2 separate regions of the Mus musculus genome follow, and region 2 is linked to region 1. The links are chromatin contacts, called in public Hi-C maps. All regions are on one chromosome and are shown on one strand. The core of a region is the stretch at or near the end of the contact, and the rest is flanking DNA. Distances in the headings are between cores, read along the strand shown. Region 1 has its middle 28 kb from the start of A930005H10Rik. Region 2 overlaps Slc30a7 (solute carrier family 30 (zinc transporter), member 7).

The links. A called contact is a pair of places that touch in the nucleus more often than the background predicts.
Region 2: a Hi-C map of CD8 T cells shows a contact between it and region 1, with 4 times the contacts expected there. The contact joins two enhancer-like sites. A contact is called at or near these places in 2 of 39 promoter capture datasets (hippocampal neurons and liver), 1 of 484 Hi-C or Micro-C datasets (CD8 T cells) and 3 of 115 datasets of contacts at active chromatin or transcription factors (CD8 T cells and astrocytes).

The regions. Positions count from the first base shown.
Region 1 is chr3:115,857,597-115,863,128 of GRCm38.p6, reverse strand. No RefSeq gene overlaps it. Among named protein-coding and RNA genes, the nearest start is that of A930005H10Rik, 28 kb to the left of the region's middle. Within about 2 kb of position 4,173, at least 27 of the 459 cell types and tissues checked have an H3K27ac peak or open chromatin away from gene starts, as enhancers often do. A contact at or near this core is called in CD8 T cells, where this site is marked.
Region 2 is chr3:115,967,700-115,973,602 of GRCm38.p6, reverse strand. The region is part of intron 8 of Slc30a7 (solute carrier family 30 (zinc transporter), member 7); the gene reads left to right. Among named protein-coding and RNA genes, the nearest start is that of Mir669n, 9.3 kb to the left of the region's middle. Within about 2 kb of position 1,557, at least 23 of the 459 cell types and tissues checked have an H3K27ac peak or open chromatin away from gene starts, as enhancers often do. A contact at or near this core is called in CD8 T cells, where this site is marked.

The sequences.
Region 1 (5,532 bases), core at 2,924-5,423:
AGCCATTGGTTGGCTGTTCCTTCCATCTCTGCTCCATCTTTACCCCTCAATATCTTGTAATGAGGACAAATTTTTGGTTGAAGGTTTTGTAGGAGGATTGAAGTCCCCCTCCTTACTTTGAAAAACCTGTCTGGCCATTAGATATCCCTCTCTGGGAGGCATCTCAGCTGAGCTCATCTATGCTGTCTGTGTGTCATGGCTCAAACTGATAGTCCTTGCATTCCGGAGGCTGAGGTGGGAGATTCAAAGCCAGTCTGACTACAATTACAGACTAAAACTGTATTTATCAAAGACAAAAACAGAACCCTCCCAAAGACCAAGAAAGAAAATGTCTGAAGTATATTCACAAGTATTTAGTGAGAATGACACCAAGCAGGACCAGGCTGCAAACCAAAGATAAGAAAACTTGGGGACCAGGAGAGTAATTGACCATATTGTTAGTATTTTAATATTGTATTGTCGTATTGGTATGACAAAACATCTGTGAGAAGCCATGTAAGAGAGAAAAACCTTCTTTAGGCTCCTATTTTCAGAAGTTTCAGACCATTGTTGGCTGGCTCCACAGCCCCATGCAACGCTTATGGCATGGCAGAAATATCATGGCAACAAGGCATTATGGTAGAAGATGACTTGCTTCATGACCACTGAGAGCTAGAGAGAAACGGGGCAAGTGATGAAGCCAACCCTTTCAAGGTACACTCCTAGTGACATAATTCTACCAATGAGGTCCCTCCTCATAGTAACACCATCAAATTAAGAATCCATCATTGTTAGGAACCTAGCATAACTGTCCTCTGAGAGGTTCCACCCAGCAGTCAATGAAAAGAGATGCAGATATCCACAGCCACAGATGGAGCTAGGGGAGTCTTATGGAAGAGTTGGGAGAAGGACTGAGGGCCTAAAGAAGATAGAGACTCCATAGGAAGACCAATGGAGTCAACTAACCTAGCTCTTGGGCATTCCCAGATCCCCAAATATGGGCTAGACCTGGGCCCCCTGCATATATCTAGCAGATGAGCAGCTTGGTCTTCAAGTGGGCCCCCAACAACTGGAGCAGGGGCTGTCTCTGACTCTGTTACTTGCCTTTAGATCCTGTTCTCCTAAACTGGCCTCAGTGGGAGGGGATGTGACTATTCCCACAGCAAGTTGGGTGGTTGGGTGGTAGTGGTGGTTAGTGTGGAGGGCTAACACCAAGAGGGGGCTCCCTCTTCACAAAGGAGAAGCGGAGGGTGGAACTGCGTGAAGGTTACTGGAAGGAGAGCGGGATTGATATTTGGATGCAAAGTAAATAAATACATTTAATAAAAAAACGAGAGAGAGAAAGCATGAGAGCATCATTGTTAAGGTAACAGTCCAGTCACCTTTCAATATCATCATCATCATCATCATCATCATCATCATCATCTCACCATTTGGGATATGATGCCTGTAGCAGGTGAAACTTTTAAGTTGAGGCTAGGGATGGGGTGTGAGTGTGGGGTGACACTTTGTACCTAAACCATAAAACCTGGAATGAAAGGTTCACAAGGTTCAAAGCCAAGAAGTGTGCTTTAGCCCTGAATTGGTCAATTAGTCAGGATTTTCTGGAGTAACAGAACTTATAGAGTAAATGTCTGTCTGTCTATGTGTGTATATTTATGTATTATGTATGTATGTAAGTATATGAGTTTGAATCCAGCAACATGGCTGCTCTGGCAAGGGATCACATCCAAAGACTGTGAGATCTGGCTGGAATGCAGACACATGACACACCTTTAATCCCTCTGGCTGCAATACAAACATGCCCTTAGTACACACCTTTAATCCCCAATCTATGAAGGTAAAGTTAATTTGTGGAAGGAAGCAGCCACATTTGAAAGTGATTTCTAATTGATGGGTAGACAGAGTGATGAGTCAGAGAAAGATTTGACAGAATGAGTCAGAGGTAGGATATGCCCAACTCTCAGGAGAACAGACAGGAAGGAGAGTATACTTAAGAGCAGTGCAGACACACACACACACACACACACACACACACACACACACACACACACAGAGAGAGAGAGAGAGAGAGAGAGAGAGAGAGAGAGGTGAACCCGTTCATGCAGTGCAATCAGTGCAGTGCAGCTGAGTTTGTTCCTGAGTTCTGTTCAGTTTATGCAGGTTGTGCAATGCAGGTCAGCTTGGAGAGGAGTTTGAGCCAGAACAGCTGAGTTGAGTCAGCCAGCCAGAGTTCAGAAAGAACTAGAAAGACTGAGCTCATCTAGCAGTAAGCCTCTGAGATGACAATTACATCTGGCAAATAAAAGTTACTTTGCATATGTATGTATGTATGTATGTATGTATGTATGTATGTATGTATATAAAGGGTATCTTTTAGAATGACTTACAGCTAATACAACAGTAGCTAGCTATAACAGGAAATAAGAATCTGAATCTAAGAGTCAGAAGTTGCTGAGCCCACTAGGCTAGACTTCAGTATGTACTGGGATCCTGAAGAAGTAGGCTCTAATGCCAGAGAAGGAATGGACTTGCTAGCAAGAGTGAGAATAAGCAGGCAAAGAGCAAATCCTACCTCCTTCCATGCCCCATCGGCTTCCAGCCTCAAGAGGCATGTCTTCTCTCAGCTCAGAAAGATCTGGATTAAAGGTGTGTCTTCCTACCTCAGAGAGTCAGATTAGAAGTGGGTCTCTGTACTTTAAATGAAGCAAAAATACTTCCCAGGTGTGTTCTCCATTTTGGGATTTTAGTTAACTCCAGATGTAGTCAAGTTGACACAAGCCAGGTGGTGGTGATGCACGCCTTTAATCCCAGCACTTGGGAGGCAAAGGCAGGCAGATTTCTGAGTTCGAGGCCAGCCTGGTCTACAGAGTGAGTTCCAGGACAGCCAGGACTACACAGAGAAACCCTGTCTCAAAAAACCAAAAAAAAAAAAAAAAAAAAAAAAAGAAAAAAGAAAAAGAAAAGAAAGGAGGTTAGCAGGCATGATACATGCCTTTAATCCCAGCACTTGGGAAGTATAGGCACAAGGATCTCTGTGAGTTTGAGGCCAGCCTGCTCTACATAGCAAGCACCAGGACTAATAATAGAGAGACGCTCTTTCAAGAAAAAAAGAATAGCAGTCACAAACCCAGATCTTTTTGTTGTTGTTGTTGTTGTTGTTGTTGTTTGTTTTTTCGAGACAGAGTTTAATCCCAAATCCTGGGATTAAAGGCATGTGCCACCACATAAGTGTGTATACATATGAGTGGTTTGTGAGGGGAAGACTTGTGGTATAGTAATTTGTTTAGGTAAAATTAAGTAAGGTCAGTGAGATAGTTCAGCAAGGCAAAGGTACTTGCCATCATGCCTGGCCACTGAGTTTAATCCCTGGGACCCATAAGGTGGGAGGAGAGAAGTGGCCACTGCACATTGTCCTCTGACTTTCATCAGTCAAAGGACACACATGCCTCTCTTCCCTCATATAGACACACTAAATAAATAATAAATACGCAAAATATTTACATATTAATCACATTTTAACTAAGAAATTAAGATATCTAACAGCTAAGATAACAATCTTACAATTTAATCTATGGAGACCACTTTGCAACCAGACAATTCCCTGCACTTCACTTCTGTATACCAGATTGTTAACCAATCCCTGACACTATTAATGATACTCTGTTATGCTTGCAGACAGGAGCCTAGCATAACTGTCCTCTGAGAGCCTCCACCCAGCAGCTGACCAAAACAGATCCAGAGTCCCACAACCAAACATTAGACAGAGCTCAGGAAGTCTTGTGGAAGAGTTGGGGGAAGGATTGAGGAATCTGAAGAGGGTAGGGACTCCATAAGAAGACCAACAGAGTCAACTAACCTGGACCTTGGGGGCTCCCAGAGATTGAGCCACCAACTAGGGAGTATGCGTGGGCTGGACCTGTTAGGGTTCGAGATCATAGGAGAATAATACCCCAAACTCAAATAGTATGCAAAAGCAAAGAGTTTATTCAGCAGAATTTCCTGCATGCATGTGTGGGTTTCCCCACTTGGGAATTGAGAGCCTTGGTGGACTAGCAGGCCCAGCTTTTATTGTCAGGGGAATTCCAGGGAGGGGCGTGTGCCCTTTTGCCTTGATTGGTTAGCACTATCCCTAAGGGTTTGACTGATTTTATAACTGGTTGGGCTCAGGAGACTTCCCAGGGGGTGGTTTACTCATTCTAGCTACCTATTCTTACTTCAGGCCAGATGAAAAGGTGCCCTTGGATTGGCTGCACACTGCTGTGGTTGGCTGACTATGGATTCTTGGATTCCGATTCTCATTTCTGGGAAACAGAAACTTAGGCCTAGCCTCCAAAATTGCCAGTTTGCCGCCTGTCGTGGAGTCACCTCTGCTCTAGCTAACTTAGTCCTCTCAGACCTAGGACCCCTCCCCCCCCACGCACATGAAGCAGATATGCAATGTGGTATTCATGTGAGTCCCCCAACAACTGGAGAGGGACTGCCCCCGAATCTGTTGCCTGTCTGTGGATCCTGTTCCCCTAATTGGGCTGGCTACCTTGTCTGGCCTCCTGCAGTGACTTGATGTGCCAGGGTGGGGTGATATCCAGGGGGTCCTTTTCAGAGGAGAGAGAAGAGGAGGTATTGTGGGGGGGGGGGAGTCTGTCTGAGGAGGGACTAGGAGGAGGGGGTTGAGATCAGCATGTAAAGTGAGTGAATAAATTAATGGATGAGAAAACATGTGTACAGGGGATAACACTGGGGCAGAAGACTGGGTGACTGGAAGGGATGAACCTTGAGAGGAGACGAAGCAGCAGCGATAGAGCCAGCATCCTAAGGCAAAGCTCTGAAGCACACCAGCATAGATAATGGGGATGGGGATGGAGGGGGCAGGGACAGGAGAAAAGCAGGAGTAGTGAGGGATAAAACAAGAGAGGTGAGGGCAAGGCGGCCAAGTGTGCAGGGCCTTAGGCTACGGTAGAGATTTTGAAATTTGTGTCCAATGAAATGACTTCAGAAGCAAAGACTCCCTCCTAAAATTCAAGGAGCCCTGAAACAAAATGCCACAGTGCCCCCTCTTAACCAACTAAGGAGAACGGTCTCTACCCTGAATTATATTCTGAGTGGAGATGATTCTGTAAGATTACCAATAGTTCGGTTTTAGGAAAGGAAGAGTTGCCTAGTGATGCGACGGGGTCTGTGGTCGCTAGAGTTCTTAGAACAGCTCGACAGTTTCTCGGGGTTTCTGACTTTCACCTCTCTAAAGTGTTTGGCAGAAAGTTTCAGTAAAAGACCGCTGGTATTTTCCTAAGACTTTGGTGTATTATTGCTCTGACTCCGGTGTCAGAGCACCCGTTCTATTAGCCGTTCAATCTCAAATCCAACAAACATCTACTTTGTGCCTGTTACATTCCAGGACCCATGGAAAGTACTGACAGATGTGCGATTACTTCCGAATTCATGTCAGTCAAGGGACTGAGATTTAGACATAGGTAGGGGGTGATGTAGCAGCTGCCCGGTGTGTACTTGATGGGCAGTTGGACGGATGACAGATGGCAACTGTGAGAATGGTGC
Region 2 (5,903 bases), core at 308-2,807, 110 kb before region 1:
TCTGGTATATTATTGAGCCTGTAGACTCTGGGCATGGTGACAGGCGCCATGGTCCTAGCACCTGGGAGGCTGAGGGAGCAGACTTCCACTCTGAGACCAGCCTGGGTTATACAGCAAGAAAAACTAAAAAGCATTTTTCTTTCCAATCTCTCCATGTTTTCTGTGCCGTATTGTCCAGGTAAAGTGTGTTGTGGAAACCTGCTCTGTCCTTTCTCATCTAGACAGACTCAGTTTTCCCTTTGACAGTGGAGGTCACTTCCCACAGTTGGTTTTCTCCCAACATTTTCTGGCCCCAAGCAATGGGGAGTGAGAATTTCTGGGCAACACTGGTTTGTACTGTGGTGACTTTTGTTTCTCAGTGAGGAGCCGGAGTGGAAGCTGCAGAGAGAGAATATTAGTTCCCGGAAATGGATCTCGGGTGCAGTTTACAGTGGGTCGCCCCCTTCTCCTCCCACGAGAAAGCTGGCATTGGAAGGAAGTAGAAAGCGGAGGAAATTGGATGTGTCACTGCAAGCTCTAAATGATCCCATTGACTTAGTGCGATTGTGTTCACCACTTGAATAAAAGGGAGCCAGCGCCACGCTCGGTGGGAGGACCCGGGAGGACACAGCAGTGCGCGTTGTCTCAGGCAGCTTCTGAAGCCTCCTAGACTTCTTTATTACTATTATCTGTTTGTGAAGTCTTCCAGTCCTCATCCTTCTTGTATTTTGTACTTATGAAAAACAAAAACAGTCATGTAGATGTACATAAAAGAATGTCCTCCTGTTTTGTATAAGAAGTTTTAAATAATACATTTATTTTTTATCATACTGAGGGAAATACTCATTTTCAAGGCAGATTTAGAGGGTTGAGCAATGACAAGCACCGGGTGTGATTAGAGGTAAGAGCTAGAAGGCCATGCATGACGAAAACAAGCTCTGCAGGTGGCATTCTATAAAGCGACTGACAAGTCACTCTTCAGATGTTCATGATTTGACCAGGACGCCAACTTTGGCAAACTATAATTGATTCCAATTATTTGTGCTTTATAATGACCAAAAATCACACATAGGAAACTACTCTATCTCCATATAGTCATATATAAGAGATTGTAGGCATTTTATCTTTTTCAGAAATGTTTTTAGGCGTTCCCTAACAATTTCCGTTGTGGTTTGCCTTTCAAGTGGCTACGTTTACTATTCTTTGGGCCGTGTGAGGCACAAGAAAACAATCTCTCAGAATTTTATCTCCTGCTTGTATACGTTTTCAGTTTGTGAGACTGAACGAATTGGACACTGTTGCCCCAGAGTTACAGTGACTGGTCAATTTAACACCATTTTCTAACTAGCTTTCTGGGGCACACAAGGCACCTATTTACAGGTACTAAGCATTTCTCACCGGTGCATCTAGAAAGTGCTGGGCCTGTGCTGTCCTCGAGGAGCTAAGAGGCCCTCACTCTGGTCATGTGTGTTTAGTGGTTCCTATGAAGAACCTGAGTTAGGAGATGCAGGCAGAGAGGATCTCTACAAATATTGAAAGAATTCAATAGCATTGACTCGAGAACGCTGACAGAACAGAGTCTATGACGTAATGCTACCGTGGAACAAGCGTGCAGTGGTTTTACTGGATCACCTTTTACACTCTAAGGACAGAACACTAATTCAGTCAGTTTTTGCCTTTGTCTATAAACCATAGAAATTGGTTACTTCAGCAAACTCCAATCTTACCCATTTTCCCTTACACACACACACACACACACACACACACGCACACACACACACACACACGCACACACACACGCACACACACACATGCATGCACACAGGAGGGAGAGACAGAGACGGGTCATAAATACCCCTCAATGGTTAGTGTATGCAATGTTAAGTATGCGTTAGCTGCTTGAGGACACGGTTGTTTCCTAGCCAGGGAGGGCAGATGGGGTTTTGGTTCTTAGGATCACAGAACGGGAGTGAGGTTTGTTTTCACTTGACGCTCACTAAGTTTCCCTTAAAGAACATTGGTGGCTTTGATGCCGTTGCTTACCGTCAGAAGTTAACGCTGTGTGAATGTCACAAGTCCACCTGGAGCCCACTCCTCTTGCAGTTTTTCCTGGGGGAAATGTTGTTTTTCAAACAGCTGATTAGTACCTGAAGACACAAGCAGTTTGTAGGTTCGGAGTCAGTCACTTTGCCTCCTCTTTAAGGGCTTGTTCTCTGCTGAGGGAAGTACTGGGCCACGGATGTAAACTGATTCAGACTGAAGAGACGAGTGCTGTGCGGTGCGGTGCGGTCTTCCCATGTGAGCGTCTCAGTAATCCGTTTCCCTTTCAGCAACAGACACATCGTATTGTTTCTTCTGTCCTAAAGTCAGGTGTCACATGGATAGAGCTGCATACCTACACACCCATGCACACACACATACACAACATGAAAAAAAAAAGTGCCCTGGACCTGAAGTGTCACCCGGAGAAAGGCCCGTGTAGTAAAGGCTTGGTCTTGATTGGAGCACAATTGGGAGATGGTGGAACCAGGTACAGCCTGGTGAAGGTCCTCAGGTCACTGGGGTATGTCCCCGAAGGAAGTAGTGAGACTCTGGCCCCTTCTCTTGTGTTTGCTTGTTGGCTCTATGAAGTGAATCTGCACTGTCATTCCTAGTCTGTCATGAAGTGCCCTGCCATGGGCCTGAAAATAATGACTGCCTGTGACAACTGAGCCAGAGAAACCATTTCTCTTTATAGTTTGGTAGCTCGGTGTATTTGTAATAGTATGGAAAGTTGACTCACATAACAAGGTAAGTGTTGATCTGCTGATTTTTTTAAGTAGACATTTCAGAAAGTTTTTAAACCTATGAGTACCTTATTGATGCTTCCAGAATAAATCGCTTAGGATCAAAATGCTGTTATCGGCCTCTTGCCTGGTTTTCAGGCTGTGGTTGTTTTCCATCATAGTTCCTGTGCATAAAACTTTAGCTCTTTATTTATGGGAAAAGCACTTGGTTGCCTTCATGCGCCTTTAATCACAGTATCCTAATCTATGGTCCCCTTCGTCCTGTTTCCTGTCGGCCCTGAGGAGTCTCGGAAGCCCAGACTTCTGAAGCCCCCCTGTTCCTAACTACTTACACCTCTGAATTTATCATCCCCATTTTCTAAAACAGTGGTGCTGGATGTAGCAGGAGTCAGTAGATAGGCCCGTCAGCACAGCAGGACTCCCGCCCTCAGCCTGACACCGTGGACTTGGTTCACAGTAGTGTTTTGGGTTCTGGAGACCCAGACTGAGGCTTGGATGGCTCGAATTATGGTTCTGCTCTCATCCATGAATGTGGATCTTGTTGTTGTTGTTGTTGCTTTTTAAGTTTCATGATTATGTGATTAAATGCCTTTTTACGGATTGTTGACACAGGATATACTTCCAGCATGCTATGAGCCAAGGCTAATAATGGAAAATAAGAATTGACACACTGTAGATTGCTTTAAGAAGTAGAGTGAGTTTTCAGAACCAGAGGGCAAAGATTACTAAATAACAACAACTCTGACATTACAGTTTAAATGAGGGCAGCCATCTCTGACCTGCAGAGATGAGAGAGTCGAGTCTTTACAATAGAAGCTTGCAAAAGCTCTGTGTGTAAGTAACATTGCAAGAAGTAGAGTTTTACTGTTACTTTAACAGAAGTCTCACTCTTCCCTCAAGAGCCATGCATTTTTTGTCAGGATCTGTCAGATAAAGGAGGAGAGGTCATTAATGAAATATAAATGTATATCCATATATCCAAATCCAGACAACCCTACTGTAGAGTTCCTTGTTTCTGACCACTGTTCATCCATGAGTCATTATAAAGGAAGCCTACTCTTACAGATGGACCTGAGTTCAGTTCCCAGCAACCACATGGTGGCTCACAACCATCTGTAATGGGATCCACCCCCCCTTCTGGTCTATCTGAAGACAGCAACAGTGTACTCACATAAATAAATACATCTTAAAAAAAAAAAAAGAAAGCATAAAACTGTACCTTACTTTCGTTGCTTTTATTTAAAGGCTTATAAGATGCCACTATTTCATATTTTCCCTTTTTCCTACCCCAAAGATGTGAAATCCTGGCATAGCTCTCTGCAGTCTTGTTTGGGATGAATGGGATCTCTCTTTGTGAAGTGGCTGAAGCCTTACACGTGAAATAGGAAGGGGGCTGTGGGGAATGGCTGACTACACAGATTGTCCCAGGCTGGATGGTTACCTCACAGTTTCCATGATCAGTATTCTGGGCAGAGCCCAGCTGCCTTCTCTGCTCAGGCCTCACAAAGCTGTAACTAATGTGTTGGCTGGGGCTACAGCCTCCTCTGAGGCTCAGGGTCATCTTGCAAACTTATGTGGTTGTCAGCAGAAATCCTGAGCATGCAGCTGTTAGCTCATGGTGGCTTGCTTCTTCAGAATCGCAGAGGAGTATTTGGCCTCAACCAATACTTTAGACCCACTCTTAAGGGCTTGGCTCTGATCAAGTCAGGCATCGCCAGGGTTTTTTCCTTGATGAACTAAAAATCAACTCATTTGTACCTCAAAATACATCTTAAATTCACTTTGCCTTAGTTGTACTCCATTGCATTGAAGTGAGCCACGGGTTTCCCACACACTTGAGAATGGGGGATTATATATCTGAGTGACTCACTAAGGGTCACTTTAAGGTATGTGACTCATTTTTTCCTTTCTCTTCTGTTTTCTAAATGTCCAGCCCCACACTTAGAAAAGAGCTAGGGTTCGTCAGTGCAGACCAGTGGCTGATGACTGGCTGACTGGGTGAGAGAGCAGAAAAGCGCAGGTCCCAAGCGCTTCCTCGGGGTCTCGTGCTGCTTTCTGTCGTCCACTGAGTGTCCTTGTGCAGGGTGTGCATTGTCTCCAGATGTTTTCTTGTTACACAGTGGTGCGATTCTGGTTCCTTAAAATAAATCAACAGAATGGCACCAGTGTTTGTCAAAACCACCAGAAATGATGGGCAAATCCATCCCTGGAGGCCTCAGATCTGTAGTCTGTAAAATGATTTTCAAGCTACAGGAGTTCAGAATTATCTGATATTTATTCAATTCCAGATTTGTTATAATTTAGAACATTCAGTGCTATTTTCAAAAAGTCTTCTGGAAATCATGTACAATTTGTGTTCATTCTAAGAAAGCAAAGGTAATTCAGTATTACAGAGTTTATGCATATTATTTGTCATATTAAACAATGGAGAGAGAAAACCATGAGATCATTGCCAGAGATGCCAAAGAGACATTTGGACAAATGCAATGGCCCTTGGTTCGTTCGTTCCTTCCTTCCTTCTTTCCTTCCTTCCTTCCTTCTTTCCTTCCTTCCTTCCTTCCTTCCTTCCTTCCTTCCATCCATCTCTGGAGAAGAGTTAGTAAATATTGATTGTAAGGTAGGTAAGGGAAAACAAGCCTAACATGTGTCTTTATAACTAAAAGTGATGTGCCTGGAAAGCAAAATGACTTGCGGTTCAGACCAGTGAGTCCTGGAGCAGATGCATTTTTTGTGCACATGCAGCATCATAGATCAGGGGTAAAAGATGCCTTTCAATAATGGCATTGCCATGTGGAAAAAGATACACTTGGAAATGTACCTTATGTTCTAGACCTGGAGAAACTGCCAATGGCTTTGAGCCAGAAAAGTCAAATGCAAAAGCACGTTAGCACTAGAAGAAGCCATGACTGAGTGACTTAGCTGCATGAGAGTACTAGTGATGGCTGTGGCTCAGACTTAGAAGGAAATGGTGGGTGAGGTGAGCCATATGGGGGATGGAGGACAAGATGGCTCAGCTGGTAAAGGGGCTTGCCACCAAGCCTGAGGACCTGAATTCCATCCTGGGACCTCCATGGTGAAAGAAGAAAACCAACCCATATAAGTTGTCCTGTGACCACCGTGCACACTTTGTGACACCTG